Linked DNA regions of Triticum aestivum: region 2 is linked to region 1. Evidence: chromatin contacts called from public Hi-C data. All regions are on one chromosome and are shown on one strand. The core of a region is the stretch at or near the end of the contact, and the rest is flanking DNA. Distances in the headings are between cores, read along the strand shown.

Evidence for each region. A called contact is a pair of places that touch in the nucleus more often than the background predicts.
Region 2: a contact with region 1 is called in a Hi-C map of leaf, with 3 times the contacts expected there. The contact joins the promoter of LOC123181196 here to the promoter of LOC123181195 in region 1. A contact is called at or near these places in 2 of 5 Hi-C or Micro-C datasets (both in leaf).

What each region holds. Positions count from the first base shown.
Region 1 is chr1D:237,347,968-237,354,123 of IWGSC CS RefSeq v2.1, forward strand. LOC123181195 (putative leucine-rich repeat-containing protein DDB_G0290503) reads right to left here and starts at 2,870. Exons shown (of 8, transcript XM_044593450.1): 1 at 2,327-2,870; 2 at 2,019-2,216; 3 at 1,808-1,933; 4 at 1,636-1,691; 5 at 1,246-1,369; 6 at 1-920. The coding sequence starts at 2,401.
Region 2 is chr1D:237,511,771-237,518,115 of IWGSC CS RefSeq v2.1, forward strand. It overlaps LOC123181196 (probable ascorbate-specific transmembrane electron transporter 1), which reads left to right and starts at 1,510. Exons shown (of 4, transcript XM_044593451.1): 1 at 1,510-1,724; 2 at 2,428-2,476; 3 at 2,559-2,758; 4 at 3,540-4,094. The coding sequence starts at 1,590. The coding sequence ends at 3,848.

The sequences.
Region 1 (6,156 bases), core at 1,620-4,119:
TCACTCTTCTTCACCAATGCATCCAACATAAGCTCGTCTTCTTTCTCTTGGTACGAGCTTGTTTCAGACATGTCCATCTTGTGTCCAGCACTGTGCACATTTGACAGTGCATGCTCATATTCTGCCTCCTGGGGATCCTCTACTGTTTCTTCTTGCAAAATGGACATATCTCTATTCTTCTGCTCGAGCATTTCATCAAGATCCTTCACAGCCAGAAGCAGCTCAGAGTTGGACTCCTGCATTTTCTGTAGCTGTACACGTAGATCTGCATTTAAATTCTTCTCATGGCCCAGCTCTTGCTTCAGCTCCTCAACCTGAGACCAGGGATCTTCCCCATCTGACAACCGTTTACCTGATCCATTTGCATCATGGATCGTCTTCCTCATTCCTCTAAGGCCTTCACATTCTCTTCGGAGTGCATCCCTCTCATCCCTCAAGCTACTCATTTCCTTGGAAAGATCTTGCCCTCGCCTACTCTCTTTAACAATTTGCTTTCTGAGTGTCTGCAACTCCATGTCTGAGACATCCAGTTTTCTTGTCAAAGTCCCTATCTCACTTCTCAGCTTCTCTACATCATCCTCTGCACCTCTCAACCCCGTCTCACCCGAGTTGCTCGTCGACCCATCGGTGCTAGCATCAGGAGCTGAGCTTCCTGACCAGTCACCAGAGCTCAATGGGTTTCTCGATGTGGCGTTGTTGGCAAAAGGCGAGAGGACATTGGTCGCATCCTGAAGAAATGTGCTATGCATGTTCGCACTGGTTTTGGGAGTGAATCTTCCTGAGCTCCCATCTGAACCCGACAACGAAACGGCGTCAAAGCCATTGGCGTTGTGGAGGTGGCCGGCCGGCTCAACAGATGCCGGCATATTTCTTCTCAAGGGAAACCTCATCCCTGGTGGTTTGCTGATCACCAATCCATCCTGTACAAGAAAGCTATCAGTTACTATCTGATGAACATACGGAAAGATGACATAGTACATGCACTGTTCAGTTCTAAATTCTCCCCCTTCACTACAGGAATGAGAAATTCAGATCTCAAACAAAAAGTTCCACGCAGCAAATGTGACCCCCGAAATGATCAACTAGAGAAACGTAGCTTCCCTTTTTCTTTGCAATATGCTTAGCATGCCAAAAGCTCTCTTTCTTGGCCATCAACAGAAATGAAACAAAGCAATGCAATGATGATGGACCAAATAGGGAAAGCTCTCGAGGACTCCTCCCCACTAACCATCACTGGTTACTTACATGCACAGGGCTCATCGAATCGGCAGCAAGCGACCTCGCCTTCTCGGCTTCCTCGTCCTCGCACCGGCTCAGCTGGCTCTGCAGCGTCCTCCGCGGCGAAGACTTTGCTGTGTCGCCGTTCTCACTGTCGCCGCGAAGAGCAAGAATCAGTAACCAATTACACAATCAACGCCTGAATCAAAGCAAATGCACCATGCCTAAGGCACACACCGAAATGCAGCAGGCACAGGCACAATCCTCAAGCGCAAACAGCCACAATGCAGATAGCAGCAATGTGTAAGTGAATCTGGTTGATGTGAGATGAGATGAGATGATCTCTTAAAGCTCAAACCAGAATGCAGCGGATGTGTCTAAACTAATCTCCAACCAACGCGACGCAAGGCGACCTACCTCCCGTCGTCACCGCACCCACCGCCGGCACCACCCACCACCCGCTGGATGGTCACCTGTCACACGGAACAACAGCAGCAACCATCAAAATCAGGAACCGCGAGCGCGTCGCCGTCAGAGGTCACAGGAAAACGCCGCAAGCTTTTTAAGAGGTGGGGGGATCGGTGCTCACGTGCAGCAGCGCGCCGGGCGCGGGGCTGCCCTTGAGGGGGAGCGTCACCGCCGACGGCTTGAACGCCTCCGCGTACTCGGCCATGTTCACCGTCGCCTCCCCCAGCAACGCCGCCTTGGCCGACCCCTGCACGGACCGCGGCATTGCCGAGTCAGAACAAATCGAGCACGATCGCTCTCGATTGATGTAATGTGGGGCCGGCTGTCCTCACGGTCTCGTAGACGAGGAACTGGTAGATCTTGTCGCCGGCGGCCGCCTTGGCGGAGGGGAGCTTGGTGGCCTCGAAGATCGGGGCGGGCCAGCGGCAGGCGCCGTCGGCGACCTCCGCGCGCTCCGTCCGCGCCGTGGGCCGGCCGACGTCCTGCGGCGTCACCACCACCGTCATGGACTCCCACCCCAGCTCCGGCACCTGCAGAAACACGCGCGCTCCGTCCGTCACGCCTCAAATCGAACGCGAAAACCAAGAACCAAGACCAAAAATTCTGCTTCCTCCGGAGCGAGCAGGGGATCGTGCCGTGCCTGGGTGGCGTGGAACTGGAGCTTGAACACGGCCTTGGCCTTGCCGGCGCCGCGCCACCTCGCCGACTTGAACATGCCGGCGACGGCGGGTGCGCTCCAGAGGAATCAGCCAAGAAGCCAACCGCCCCCCAACAGAACCAGACGAAATCTTGCTTGCTGGCTAGTCCGTCACGCCTCGATCGGCAGCAGCATTGCAATGCCGTGCGCGCGAATCCAGTGACGCCAAGCTTGGCATTGCTGTGCGGTGCGGGTGGTGGTTAGTTGGAGCGGCGAGAGCAGCACATGGAGGCAGGGGCGGAGCACGCATAGAGAGTGGGAGGGAGGGAGGGAGGGGCCAGTGGGTGACACCGCAGGCAAGCAAGCAAGAAGGCCGGGGCAGGGGCGGCTTTGGGCAAAGGCAGGGGCACACCACCAGTGGACAGATCTAGTGAGAGAAAGGAACCCAGCTCAACTCTCTCTCGCACACACACGCACTGCAGCTTTGCTTTGCTCTCTCTCTCTCTCTCTCTCTCTCTGATTTGGGGGTTTAGGGACTAGGGGGGGGGGGTGAGAGAGAGGAGGTGGGAGAGAGAAGGTTCTGAGTCTATAAAATGGTGGTCAATTGATTTGGGGAAAAGGGTAATGGAGATTTATTTAGCTAGAGCGAGGTGGGAGGATGGCGACGGATAAAAAATCTGGAGCTGCCATTGCGTGAGCTTCACAGCTGCGCCGGCAGGAAGGAGACTGATCTCGCTGACCCTCTGGGCCGTGCTGAGCTGTGTGGACCTGCCGACGGCAATTCTTCTTCTACTTCTGTGAAAGAAGCGTGGACGTGTGAGCGACTTACTTGAGACCTACTACTAATTCAGCTTCTTTGCTGGTTTGTTGTTTTTGAGATAGCTCATCACTCATGTCAAGTGGTAGCTTCTTTGCTGGTTTAGCAAAGGGGTTAGTGAGGTGCGTGTTGGAGTGTTGTCCATGTTTCTCTCTTCTTGTGAGAAAGAGGGTTGTCGATGTTGATGTGAAACCGTGAGACAAACGGTGCGATCTTTGCTTTCACTCGTGCACGTCTCATGGAATCTGAATTATGAAACCGCATGTTTATGCGTATGTCTTAATAAACCCGTGAGAAAGACGTCGCGGGTGTTTCTACAAATGTTTTTGGTTGGATTTGATTGGATGCCCAAGTGGTGTGTTTGATGAATGATACGTCCGGTTTATTTTTCACACGAACAAAAGGATAAAATGATGTGTGATGTCATTGTATATGTGGAAGCATTAAAAAATTGGGAAACGTTTATACGCGGTCGACCGGCTAAGTTTTTCGCCGGTTCGCACCGCTCACTCACGCACACGCTCGTCTGCAGGTGGGCCCTGCATCGAACGACCCAAATCCCCTTTACCTTATCTCTTCAGGGCCGATGAGATCCCCTCATTTCTTCCTCGTGAACGAACACATCTACTCTGGTCCACGAGCTCCGTTCCCCCCCTCTCCCTCCATCTATAGGCGCTTGCTCTCCCCTACCGGCAACAAGCTGTGCCGGCCAGCCATGGCAGCTCGTCAAGTAGCTAGTGCTCCTCCGCCATGGCAGCACGTCAGTCCCAGCGCCACACGCAGCACCCACTCCCTCTTTTTCTGCCCTCGAGGGTTCATCGAGTCCTTGCTCCTCCGCGAACCCCCCCCCCCCCCCCCCGGACCGCACCGGTGCTGATGCTGTCGACGACGACCACCCGCTGCTGCCACCACGCTGTAGTACAAGCTCCAGACCAAGTGGGCGGACGAGATGCTGGAACCGGCCTCAGTGGAAGCTACAATCGGCGGCAATTTTTGCTACAAGTGTTTTTTTGTTTTGCTGGAGTCAGTAATTTATTTTAGGATCTGTAATTGAGGGTGTTTTCTGCTGGAACCAGCTTCAAATTTTGCTACCACCATATATTTTTTTGCTACCACCATAGAGATGTTCTTTGCTACTACTGTCTTTTTAATTTTTGCTTTTTTGCTGGATCCATCTCCTTTTGCTGAAACCGCTTCCAAATTTTTTGCTACCACTGTCCTTATTTCTTGTTGTCACTGCCTTTGATTTTTGCTACCAACTCGTCTCTTTGATTTTTTGCTGGATCCATCTTTTTGCTGGAACCAACAATTTTTTTTGCTACATCCAGCTTTGATTTTTGCTACCGTGGATGGCCGGCCAGCACGGCTGCGCCGTTGGCCGGCATGCACGGGCAGCCAAGGATGGGCACCTGCAGCGGCGAGCGCGGAGTCCCCCATAGATGGGAGTTGCTGGTCAACGCAGAGCCAGATGCGAAGGGGAAAAGATGATTAGGGGAAATTAACGGTTCGAGGTGGCCTAATCCTACGGCTGGGGGCCGACCGGCCGAAATTTTCGGCCGGTGCGCTGGCGCCTAACAGTCGCCTAAAAAATTTCAATGGACGTGACACACATGTATTGATTAGGGTTTTGCATGATTTTAGCCTAGTTATAATCGGGTTACTCTTTCGTACTCGTAGATTACAACAAACATTGCTCAAGACCCTATTTATAGATTTTGTGCCAATTACTATACAACCATTCCTTTACCAAAAAACATATGCATATTGCGAGGGATGACGCGGCACATAAAAAAATCACGAGTATTTCAAGAAACAAAAACACCACAGCCGCCTCAACGGCAAAAGAACACCCAGTCGGACCTTGTGCTCATCCGAAACTGTTGAGAACCCGTGATGCAAAAAAAAGAAAACGTGGAGAAGCCAACGGCGCTCCTCGGACAGTTGGACGCATGGAGCCAGAGCCGGGTGGCCTAGCCTAGCCTGCATGCAAGGCAACAAGCTAGTACTCCTACAAAGGATCACGACGTAGTAGTACACTACACAACAGGTCCTTCAGGTGAGGTGTGATGTGAGCCTATAGCTATCTCTTTTTGTCCACGCCGGCTTTTGGACGTACTCCGGCATCTTCCTCCGGCGGCCGGTAGCGAGGGCCAAGTCCACGGCAATCTTCCTCGATCTCTTAGTCCGACGCTGGCGAGTGGCCCCAGCCCCATCCATCGCCGCATCCAACGTGCACGCGCATGGTATGGTGCCCGGCCCTATGCGCAGCGCATGGCATGTGCACTCCTCCACGACCGGGCACGCCGCCATGGCATCGGATCCTCTGCCTCCACCTCCGGTCATGCATGGACGGAATGGAAGCACAGTACTCCTACTACAGTTTTTGTTTGCAGTGTCGGTCGGCTGAGCCCGATATTTCCCCCCCTGCATAATAGTATAAACAAAAAATGGTCTGCGAGAAGACAGCCATGCAATGCAGTGCAAGCAGTGGTGACTCACGCGTTGGGTGGCTTGACACTCTTTTCCGCCTTTAGGAAAGCCACGAGCCCGCTTTGACTTTTGCCCTTTAATAAAACACGCTAGTTTTTCTGCCTTTTTCGCTGATTGCCCTAATAATCTGCGGTTTTTTTTTTGGTGTACTGAACACGCTGAAAAGAAGAGGAGACTGTCGGTGCTGGCCGCGGGTCACTCACTTTCATGTACGCTGGTACAGCAAAAAAATCAAGTGCAAAGCGATTGATTGGGCATGGCCAAACCAACCATTTGAGACCTAATCTTCTCGATCGGGTTGGCGCGAGCAGCTCATAGGATGGTGATCGCGAAAAGGAGAAAGGGGCAGCCCGCTGGTCGATCGACTCGTCTACAACTACACAAGTGGTAGGGCGCGGGCGCACCTTCAAGCTAGGTTATGTTAAAATGTCCATCGGAATGCACCGGTGCCACGAGAGGCCTTTGGCTCCGACGTGACTTTGCGGACGTTTCACGGCAAACCGCGCGTGGTTAACGTAGAAATCGG
Region 2 (6,345 bases), core at 260-2,759, 160 kb after region 1:
AAACAAAAAGGGACACATACTACAATGCACAAACATATAATATGGCAACTGACACCCTGTCCTGATATAAAAATGAGTTTCCATATCTTCACAGGCAAGTGTGATAGGTTCAAATTGCCATGCTAAAAGTGCAGGACAATTCAAAAAGTGCATAAAAACATCCACCACACAGCATGTAATCTGGCAACACACACCCTGACCTCGTATTAAAAACGAGTTGCCATGTATGTTCATATATCACAAGTCAGAAGGCAAAACGCAAATTCAGTCTACAATACAGTGAATTTACCCCATTATGCTGCATACAGCATGGCAACAACCATTGTGTGTTCACAAAATTAGTTGCCACATGGCAAGCATGTTTGTGGCAACTGACACGGTTGATCAGGAAATTAGTTGCCATCCAGTGCATATAGTTCCTGGAACTACTATGGCTGCCTTTGTAATTCACTTTGAAACACAACCACCTAGATCTAGGGTTCAATCCCAACTATCAAACCCTGAAATTAACCAACAAAAAACTTCCCGCACCAATGGCAACAACATTTCAAGGCAATGCATGACTAACAACTACAAAAACACCGGCTCAAATCGAACCGCAACACCCGGATGTGGTTGCGGACAGGGCGAGCCACACCGGCATGACTGCCACCGCGGCGGCGACGAACCTGCGCAATGCCATCCTAAACGGCAAACACGGGACTCCGCCGCCGACGGGAACGCCGGAGCACCGCGATTACGCCGTAATCACTATGGATCTTGAGCGGAGAAATCCACCGCAGAGGGGAGAGGGGAAAATGCAGGGAGGAATGTCAGCGCGGGGAGGAGCATTACCTTCAAGCTGTGGGCACTCCGGCGTAGACTCTCTGGTCCGGCGAGCCCCACCGACGGCCGCGAACGCCGTCGACTCTTCCGCCTCCGCCGCCTCCTCCTCCTATCGGCTTCTCCTCCAATCGAATGAACTGCTGCGGATGGTGGGTTGGGTGAGTAGAGAAGTGGGGGGAGTAAATGGAACCGCACACGATGGGAGTGTGAAGTAGAGAGCCGTGCTAGACGGCAACCGCATTCGGGCGACGCGTGCGGGCGCAATCGCAGTCCCACCGCACGCCCCCGAGTGGCAACCGTTGACTGCGGAGAGGAAACCGGCATGCGGGCGACCCCTCTTACACACCACACAATCGACTTGTCCTACGTGGCACACGAAATCAGCCAGATCGTGTCAAGATTCGTGCAACAGCTACTGGACGGCGACGGATGCGTGTGCGCGAGTTGGCTAACGCCCACACGTGTGGGCGTTAGACTTTTCGTTTTTTTAACACAAACATCACAACTTCTGATCCAAGAGAACATCAGTAGGAACCCACATTAACAGAAAGTTCTTTACGTAAAAAAAACACACATTAACAGAGTTAACTGGATCTACTCGGCCCATTCTGCTTGAGGCCCAATTACAGAAAGTGTCGTTTTTGCCCAAGGCCTGCCTACCAACCATTGTGCCCTCTTCCTCAGCACGCTCATGGACTGGACCTGCAAGGAGTTTGACTTTACAAAGGGATTAAGACTTGGATTCCTCTCCGTCGCCTGACGAGATGGCCGTGCCGGCGCCGGCCAAGGCGGTGCGCGCGCTAGCAGCCACGGCGGCGGCGCTCGTGCTGCTGTGGTGCGTCCACTTCGGCGGCGGCCTCGCCCTCAGCTCCCCCACCAACAAGGGGCTCATCTTTAACGTACGTAAGAACTACCCCCTAGCTATCCGTTGATGGATCGTGGATGTGACATTTCATTCCGGGGAGATGCCCCGGTCCTTGGTTAGGTAGGATCTTTAATTGCTGAGAAATTCATGCCGTCGCCTGCTTGGTTAATGGCACATGCGTGGCGGTTAATGGTGGCGTCCTCCTCCGCTTTTGGTCGCAAGACTGTGGTGTGCTAGCTGTTCTCGTCTTACCTGGATCTAATCATGAAACTTGATGATCCAATGCTTGCCCTTTTTTGTCCGTATGGAAATAAATCACATGTATAAGACTCCAGGTTTTTCTTGGAAGATCTTTGCTGAAGGCCATTTTTGAAGTTTAATCCCATGTAAATGTAATCCTGGAACACAAGTACTACCTACCTAGTACCTACTCCCTCCGTTCCTATAAGACCTTTTAGAGATTTTAATATGGACTACATACGGAGCAAAATAAGTGCGTCTATATACATCCGTATGTAGTTTGTATTGAAATCTCTAAAAGGGCTTATATTTAGGAACGGAGGGTGTACATTCTAAGGGCTATGCCCATAAAAGGTGGATTGTGATTGGCAGAGTTCCCTATTTTGAACTAAACCAATTCCTAATGGCTAATGTTATAAGCTCAGGGAATTCTTTTGGTTGTGCTCAAATTCGTAATGTTGATTACGTCAAAATTCGTAATGTCATAAGCTATGCAGGTTCATCCTGTGCTTATGCTGATTGGATTCATCATCATAGGGAGTGAAGGTTAGGTTCTCTTCTCTTGATGGGTTTTGCGTGATGAGGAGGTTTAAGCATTTCTGATCAGCTACCCGTAGTTTTTCTGCAGCCATAATGAGCTACAAAACATTGCCATGGAGCCATGACACAAATAAGACAGTCCATTTGATTCTTCATGCCGTTGCGCTTTTTCTGGGATCGTTCGGGGTATATGTTGCCTTCAAGTTTCACAATGAAAGTGGAATCGCTAATCTATACAGCTTACACTCCTGGGTTGGACTTGGCGCTATCATTTTGTATGGTTTACAGGTAATCCGCACAAAATCATTAGCATTTGGTTATTCCATATTCTGCGAATCTTGGAATTTAAATAGCCATAGTTATTTGGATTGTTCCTGAAAGAAAAACAGTTATTTGCCTTTATTTGTTGCATCTGTAAATTTTAGCAATACAGTAATTTTAGTGCCTCCAAGGAGTTCTCCACTAGGAGTCGTCACCATGGGAGTCACCGAATTGCTTAGTGAATTTTAACTTTGAAATCTGTTATGTTGTGCTCCATCTGTAGAGGGAATATTTTCTTTCCCTTAAAAAATAAAGAATATTTTCTTAGGAGATAACCAAAGCAATAAGCACTAGAACAAAGCTCTCACGGTGTTTGACATGATAAAGGATACTTTCCAACTAATGGAGGGTCTTTGGGCAATTCATGCTAAAATTCCTCAATTGTGTTCTGTCTCTTCAAATTATCTGCTGAGAAGGTTAATCCCCATTAGTGACATTGGGGTATCAGTTATGCAAGTAGATTGCCCTACTTCTATCCGTAAGCCTGCTAAGTGTCCTCACACGTCTAGATTGGCTATATGTGTTAATTGTATCAGACGGGGTCTTAAAAGCTGAGATCATTCTGAAGCATCAATAAATTAATTTTTTAACATACATGTCCTCATCTTGATCAAATTTCCAGTGGTTATTCTTCAGAAATGGTGGTTATGCTTGTGGTATATAATCAAGATAACTGTTTTAAAATAACTACTTTCAGCTTTTGTTTGTGTATTACCTGAAACCTTAATGTTCTGATGCCATCTTTCAGTGGGTATCTGGCTTTCTCACCTTCTTCTTTCCCGGCGCTTCGCCGACACTCCGACGTGCCATGCTCCCGTGGCACGTTCGTGCTGGGATCGTGGTCTATGTGCTGGCACTGCTCGCGGCCGAGCTGGGGTTCCTGGAGAAGCTCACTTTCCTTCAGGCTGCTGGTCTGGGAAAATACAGCTCGGAAGCCCTGCTGGTAAACTTCACTGCCCTTGTTGTCTTACTACTGGGCGCATTTGTCGTGCTGTATGTCACTGCTCCTGCGCAGAGCGAGCACAGGCTTGGGTATTCATCAGTGCGCAAGTCCTGATTCCTGAGCCGGCTGCTCGATTTTGTTCCATCATTTGTATATTTGAAGCACAGGCAATAACATTTCATCTTCTTTTACACTCTTTTCTGCAAACTAGTTCCGATTCAGAATTGCAGAATGTAAAATTTTGCTGTCTTGTTTACCAGTAGATTTTCTTTAGTTGCTGCAATCTAGTTCAGGTTCAGAACCATGAAATGTGAAATTTTGCCGTCTTGGTGACAAGTAAGATGACAAATCCTTCTTTGATGCTATCTGTAAAATGACCGCAGAGAATTTCACCCTGAATCGAACCTTTTGCCCAATCAAACAATGTATAAAAGGGCTCAGCTAATTTACAGCTAGGCAAATCTGCTGATTCAGCAAGTGCTGAGTGCTGGCCACAAAACCTACTCATGTACCATCTGGCCATTGCCTGACCGGTCTGCTCAATTTTGTTCCATCATTTACAGGCTAAATAACTTTTCCACTCCTTTTGCACTATTTTCTGCAATCTAGTTCAGATTCAGAACCACCGAATGTAATTTTGCTGTCTAGGTTACGAATAGAGTTACTTGAGTCCCTGCAATCTAGTTCAGATTCGGCACCAGGGTATTTGAAATTTTACCCTTTTGATGACCAACAGGGACTCTAGATTTCTAGATAGATGTGGGTTGGGTGACAGGATGAGCAGAAGATCCTTCGACGCTCTCTGAGAAATGACTGCAAATAATTTGACCCTGAAGTGAACTGAACCTTTTGCCCACTCATACAATGTACAGCCAGGCAACATTTGCCGATTCAGCAAGTGCTGAGCACAAAATCTGGCGATCTACTACTGGTGGGTGTCCCTGCTGGACCATCTTGGCCATTGGTAACAGAGGCAACCGGACGACGACACCTACGCCGATAAATAGGCAAGAATGACCTCATCGCCGCCCCTCGAGCTCCACCCAGCTGCATTGGCGATGGCGTTGGCGTTGGCATCTGCATTGCCCTTCTTCTGCTCAGCGTCCGCCCACGACGCCGTCCACCGGCTCCTCCCAGCCTCCTCCTTGTCGCCGTCGGCCATGGCCGCCCTCCGTGCCGCCGCCCTCTTCTCGGCGCGCCGCTGGATCACGTACTCCTCCGAAATGTACACGTCCATGGCTGACTGGCACCCGAGCAAAAAATGAGAGCCTTCACGCGCGCCTGGATCTCCTGCTGAAGTTCTCTCTTTTTGACGGTGTATCTTCTCTTGGGGCGTGGAGAAGCTGGAGGCCTGGAGCGACTCGTGCGACCGGCCGGAATTTATCGGCAGCCGGGAGGTGCTGAACCGGTGGGCACGGCCATAGTTATTAGTTTCTGCCTGCGAAACCACTCGCCGGTGTCGCGCCGTATTCTGCGAGCCATGGCCGCCGGTTTGCAGGCTTGCAGCAGCGCGTGAGAAGACCGTGAACCCAGCGACTGAAGAGTCGTTTTTAAACCTCCTCCGGAAGGGTACTCGTGACACGTGGGAGGGTCATCGACAAAACCCATGCCATGTTTATTCCAAGCTGCAAGTACGTGGAGCCATCCGCGAATTTCGTGGGGGGAATTCTCGTGCAAAAAACAGTGGGCTGTTGTTAGGGCATGTCTAGTGCCGTAAAACAGACTCGTTGTCCGCCCGCGGACGCAGACACGAGCCGGCCATTCAACCACATGCGTAAAACGTCTGTCCCAAGCCTGGCCCCAACTACTACTAGATACATTTTGAAGTGTAAATATTAATCAATAGCAACCAAATAATAATCTCAAATGATAAATGCCACATGCCTGGCATGAAGCACTCCGCCGGAACGACTTATATATTGTTTGATCTTTAGCACGATTTTTGCAGCACAAAAAGTCACCACGTCATCCCACATGCTCGTTCGGACAGAAACCAGCCGCTTGAACGCCCACCCTCCTCCTCTGTCTCGCCTTTTCTACTCCACTCCTTCCACCTCACCCACTCGAGCTAATCCCCCGACCGCCTGTAATCCGGCTAGGACCAGCGGATCCCAGTGAGGGCTTCGCTAGATGCACGGTGGGGAGGAGCCCAGACGGCGATAGATGGTTGGGGAGGCGGGCGGTGGTGGGCGGGGGCGACCAGAAATTGGATCCAACAGACGGAGATAGAAGGTTCAGTTTTCCCCGCCATCAGGCGCTCCGCGGTGCGAGGTCGTGAGCTCTGCCCTGGGAACAGCGGCGGTGGGCGCGACTGGGGTTCCTGGCGCGGTTTGGCCTCCGCGGTGGACGCCGACGCGGGACGGAGCTGGTTGTCCCTGATGGCAAGCACCACATGGCGGCGAACTGCTCCGGTTCCCTGGCACGGAGGAGACACCGACGGGGGACGAAGCTGGTCGACTCCGATGGAAGCACCATACGACGGAGAACTTCCGCGGTTTCGGGCGAGATGGAGCGGCAGACATGACCATTGGCGACCTCCACCTTCTCCCACACCCACTCTTGCTCAAGCTCCAGCTCATCCCAAGCCCCTCCGCTTCCACTGCCGCCGGGA